Regions from separate parts of the Mus musculus genome. Here region 1 is linked to region 2. A link is a contact called in public Hi-C data. All regions are on one chromosome and are shown on one strand. Each heading gives the region's core, a stretch centred on a gene start, on an enhancer-like site or on the middle of the called end of the contact. The rest is flanking DNA. Distances are from core to core; before and after follow the strand shown.

The links. A called contact is a pair of places that touch in the nucleus more often than the background predicts.
Region 1: a contact with region 2 is called in a Hi-C map of bone marrow-derived macrophages, with 33 read pairs. The contact joins two enhancer-like sites. A contact is called at or near these places in 3 of 15 datasets of contacts at CTCF or cohesin (CD8 T cells, the NIH/3T3 cell line and embryonic stem cells), 1 of 484 Hi-C or Micro-C datasets (bone marrow-derived macrophages) and 4 of 115 datasets of contacts at active chromatin or transcription factors (all in embryonic stem cells).

The regions. Positions count from the first base shown.
Region 1 is chr13:52,186,985-52,189,684 of GRCm38.p6, forward strand. No RefSeq gene overlaps it. Among named protein-coding and RNA genes, the nearest start is that of Gm33041, 35 kb to the right of the region's middle. Within about 2 kb of position 1,442, at least 64 of the 459 cell types and tissues checked have an H3K27ac peak or open chromatin away from gene starts, as enhancers often do. A contact at or near this core is called in bone marrow-derived macrophages, where this site is marked.
Region 2 is chr13:51,829,556-51,832,255 of GRCm38.p6, forward strand. No RefSeq gene overlaps it. Among named protein-coding and RNA genes, the nearest start is that of Gadd45g, 16 kb to the right of the region's middle. Within about 2 kb of position 1,351, at least 4 of the 459 cell types and tissues checked have an H3K27ac peak or open chromatin away from gene starts, as enhancers often do. A contact at or near this core is called in bone marrow-derived macrophages, where this site is marked.

The sequences.
Region 1 (2,700 bases), core at 192-2,691, 360 kb after region 2:
TCCCTGGTTTGTTTGGAGGAGTTGAAGGCTGAGTAGTATCCTTCTGCCAGTCAGCCACCTACTGGATGACCTAGCTAATGCTGAGTGTGGAGGGTGACTGCCACCATAAGCTGTCTGTTTGCAGAGAAGATAAGCATCTCACCTGGGCCACTCCTGGTGGTGTTTATGTCTTTTAGATTGCAGCTCTGTTTGGGGTTGTGGAGGCCATGTTGCCTCATGCAGTCTGCCTTGCCCTGAGACAGATTGCCACCCTACATAAGGACTTATCGGCTCCTGGAACCAGCTCTGTCCCGACTTGCCCTCTTTGTACTGGACAATGGGGATGGGATCATATTTGGGAAGCATCCTGCTTCAAGATAGCTCACTATGAACAGAGCTATCTATTGGTACAAGGATAGACAAGGACCAAGTCCCTCACTGAGAAAGGAACTTCCTTTCTTGGGTCTCCTTTCATCTTTGCAGGAGGAGCCACTCAACATTACTGGCTTAAAAATAACCTAGAGGGAAGGCGGGACTAAAGAGATGTCTCAGCCCTTATGACTATGTATGCTTTTGCAGAAGACCTGAGTCAGATTCCCAGTACCCACGTCGGGTGGCTGACAACTTTGTATCACTCTATTCGACTCCAGCTTCAAGGGATCCCATGTCCTCTTCTGGCCTCCAAGGGGACATGCACAGATGTATTATGTATTATGCCCTGACATACACATAATAACAAATAAACATCACTTTAAAGGCCAGGGATGCAGTTCAATTGATAGAAGCATTAAAGGAATCTCCCGTCTAAAAGATGACAATGGAGTTTAGTTATTATTGTTGATGAGTGTTTTGTCAGGAAAGCAAAGAAAAAAAATTTCCCAATAAAATATAATTTATATCAAGAATCCTTACCCACTACTTACCCCCAACAAAGACATCAGGGGCTCCATCTGAAGCTGGGCATCCTAGTTCTCCTCTGGGACTTTTTTGCCTTGAGCTGAGGGCACTGAGACCATGCTGGGCCTGTTGCCTTGCCAGGATCTGGCTTCCCTCCCTGAGGTTGGCTTACTGGCCACATCATGCCCCCAGCTGGCCTGCCCCGTTCCACATTCCAGCTCTCTGTCTTCCAGCACTCACAGAGGCTGTCTTTGCTCACTTGGACACAGACTCTACGCTTCAGTCTATAGGTCACTTTCCCCGTGGGACCTTAGCGTTATGCCGCCGATGAGGTGGCCTCAACGCAGTTCTGAGGAACTATATTCCAAGCAGTTCTACATGTCTGTGAGTGCAGGGGTCCATTTCTCCCTGTAGGTGGAATGAGAAGCCTGGATTACCCAGCAGCTAATCCCCAATCTCTCCACCAGCTTCAGCAGCCAAGTCCATATGACGACAGCACCCCTTGGACTCTGTTCTGTGTAGGAAGGCTTAGCTATTGACATAAGGCCAGCTGTACACTGCCTGGACAATGGGGACAATCCTGCCAGCTCTGCTCCTGCCTGTCACAGTTGTCATGTCCTGTTGAGGTGACACAGCCCTCCAAGACTTTTCTTGTCTCTGTTTCTCTTTTAAGCACTCAAATATCAGCTTTACTCTGACCATAGACCTCAGGGAAGGCCAGCAAACAGAACCTGGATCCTTCCAGATTGCCGGGTTGCTCAGTCATGATTACCATAGCTTTCATGTGGTTTGAATGATTACACCAAGATTCATGTGGTGGGAACCTGGTGCCAAGTGCGGTGGAATTGAGACTGTGGGACCTTTAAGAGGGGCAGCCATGACTAATGATGTCACAACTACTAACCCTGTTGAGTAACATTCATGATGGCTCTTCCCTCTGAAAGAATTGTATGTCCCTCAAGACTCATTAGTTGTCATGGGGACAAATTACTGTGAAGAGGAAGCTGACTTTTGCATCCCTCTGGCTTTCTGTCTGGTCATGTGATCATTCCCTCTTGTCCCATCTTCCTTATCATGTTGAGGTGGAGCCAGAAATCTCTCACCAGAGCCAAGCAGACACCAGGGCCACATACTTGAGCACCAGAACCAAAAGCCAAGTAAGTGCCCTTTTTTTCCTTATATAGTTGCAAGCCTCAAATTTTTGGTATAGCAACGAGAAACAGACTAATCTATTTTCAGCTGAATCATTTATAACATGAGCCCTCCAGCCCTACGTGTTCTGAGTTCTAGCCTCCCAGAAGCCTCCAAATCCCAGGAACAAAAGACACCACTGACCCAGATCAGCCATTGATAACATCTGTCCACCGTGCACGTGCAAACAGGCATTTGCAAAGAAACTTATTCAGCAGCTACTCATCCAGACCCTGGGCCTGGATCTTCCCGAAATGGCATAGTCAAGGTTTGTAAAGCAAGTCATTTGAAAGGTGATTCGCTTGGAAAATGCATTTTTAAATGGGATGGTGCTGTTCAGGCTCCAGTCTCGGTGACCTCAGGGATGCACGCACGCAGTCTGAACAGTGCACAATTGTAACTGTTCCATCAGGCAGGGGGTACTCTAGGAAGAAATGCCTGTACTATCAGACTATTGAAACAGGTTGAAGCTTGCTCCAACCGCTGGACTTTTCCTGGGAATCCCATGCTGAGGCAAAAAAAAAAAAAAAAAAAAAAAAAAAAAAAAAAGGTTGAAGCTTGGTGTTGATTAGAGGAGGAACTTGCCTTGCCTCCCAGGAAGAGACGTCCCACAGTTCTGATCTCTCGCCAGAA
Region 2 (2,700 bases), core at 101-2,600:
TCTTAGTGATAGGCAAAAGGGATTGGCAACTAAAATATGGTGGAACTGATGTTCCAACTACCCAACATGACCTGCAATGTGGGCCAAGGATTAGGGGCTGGCTTTGCATTAGGTGTATAACAATGTTTTTCTCTCTCTTTCTCTCTTTCTCTCTCTCTCTCTCTCTCTCTCTCTCTCTCTCTCCCTTCCTTTTCTTCTTCTTCTTCTTCTTCTTCTTCTTCTTCTTCTTCTTCTTCTTCTTCTTCTTCTTCTTCTTCTTCTTCTTCTTTTTCGAGACTTCTCTGTGTAGCCCTGGCTGTCCTGGAACTCACTCTGTAGACCAGGCTGGTCTTGAACTCAGAAATCCACCTGCCTCTGCCTCCCAAGTGCTGGGATTAAAGGCGTGCGCCACCATCGCCCAGCCAATGTCTTTCTTTTAATGTTATATTTTATTTATTATCTTTTAGGTGGGTGCTTCTGGGTCATGCTGTGGTCAGAGGACAATTTGCTGGAGTCACGTCCCTTCTTTCATGATGTGGGTCCCAGGGATGCAACTCAGGTTGCCATGCCTGGCAGCAGGTGCCCTTACCCACCTTGCCACCTTGCCACTTCGCCAGACCTATGCTAAAAATTTAAGATTAAGATCATGATAATTCTTTAGTACTTTAAAAACATGTTATACCACCATATTCTGTCACAATTTATTTTCTCCTTCTAAATAATCATAGATATTACTTTTATGTCACCTTTCCTAATCTTTGCATGCATTTGGTTAAAACTTCCCTAAGATAGCACATTATATGGTTAGTAGGTCAACTATTTTTTTTTAATTAAAATGAGGATATGGGATAGTTGAGCTGGTAGAACACTTGTGTGTAGGCCTGACAACCTGATTTCTATCCCTGGGTCCAACAAGGCAACAGGACAGAACTGGCTCCTGAGAACAGAATGTGGTATGTGCACACCTGCGTGTGAGTGCAAGCATGCCCAGTACACTAAATAAATAACTTAAAATGTAGATATCTTTAAATAAAATGCTGTCACTGCTCTCCTTGCTGTATCGGCTTTTTATTAACACCAGAACAATAGATATTAAATGTTACAGTTACTTTTGGGCTTCAAGCGATTTTTTTTTTAAAAAATAGGTTGTTTCTCAATAGTCTAGGCTGGCCTCAGACTTGTGTCAGTTCTCCTGTCTCAGCCTCCAGAGTCCTGGGATTGCAACTGTGAGACACCACGCTTGAGAAGTAGGTGAAAGTTTACTGGACCGGTTTGTGTTAAAGAACTCCTTTAGCATCTTTATGTAGCAGTCATGTTCTGGGTGAGTCTTGCTTGCTGGGATGAGGGAGAATGGTCTTGTAAATGCTCAATGTAAACACTAGAGGGTGCTGTGGACCCGCGTTTGGTTTGTTTTGGTAGCATTAAGTGTAATTACTTCATTGTTCAAGTACAAACCCTTTTAATTCAATATGTTTCTCAAAGCATTGCCCCTAATTGGGCTTTCATTGAGTAGCCCTAACCTAGCAGGGTGTCTAAAATTTTATTTTCTCCATTTGATTTTGGGAAAAAGGTTTTGACAATTTCATTCAAGAGTCACTGAAACCCAGGTATCATCACATCCCATCTGTTACTTTTCTTCCCTTTCTCTGGCTCTCGGCTTCCCGTCTTCCTCTCTCTTCACTCTCCTTCCCATTTCTACTTGCTGTGCTCACCCAGGCATGTAAGCGGAGTCCAGAGTCGTCATCTTCTCTCACTCAAACTGGTGCTTGCTGCTTTAGCTTAGCCAGCTGGCCAGAAAGCTCCCTTGATCCTCCTGTCTCTACTCCAGCACACTGCATCGTGCCTGACCTTTCACCGGGGTACTAGAGATTGATTGTGGGCCCTCATGCTTTGGTGACCAGCACTTTACCCACTGGGCCATCTCCCTGGTCCACTAAAGGTTCTTCAAACTTGGGTGTGATAAGGGTTAGCAAAAACACCTGAGGGGTTCTGTTAGAATCCTGCAGTCAAAACGCCAGGATCGATGGACCGATTCCCAACCGCTGTGAGTCTCAGTTTCTCTCTCCACTGGTCAAATATGGAACCAGTGGAAGGGGCACATCATCGATCCTGATTAGAACTAAGCGATCTCACAGAAGGAAAGCACTGCGTACAGCTCCCATCCAGAGGCGCTCCACCGAGGTTCAGCTCTGTCTGAGCTCAAGTGTGCAGCATAGACTCTTTAGGCGCTAGAGGAGCCAAGTGGGGTGTGGCGCTGTTCCTGTGTCTGATTCCTGTCCCCCTCCTGCCCCCCCCCCCCCGCCCCAGCAGTCAGGTCAGTCCTATGCAGCCCGCAGTGTGATTCAGGCCTTGTACTTAGCCACCAGTTGGTACTCAGTGAGATGGACCCAAACCCACTCTGGTGGCTTAAATCCTTCCCGGTCAGGCAGGAGGCAGAGCTGGTGGCTGTACCCTGCTTCTGTCAGGAGAACCTTGATTGTGGGGGTAGGGTGGAGATAAAGACAAATGGAGGGGGTGAGGAGGAGCTGGCTCAGTCCGTATAGAGTTTGCCGTGAAGATATGAGAAGCTAAGTTCAGATCTCATGTAAAATGATGGGGTGGAGGCGTGGGCCTGAAACCCCAGTCCTGGGAAATGGAGGCGGGAGGATCTAGAAGGCACACTTGCCAGCCAGTCTGCCACATTGGTGAGATCCATGCTCAGCAAGAGACCCTGTCTCAAAA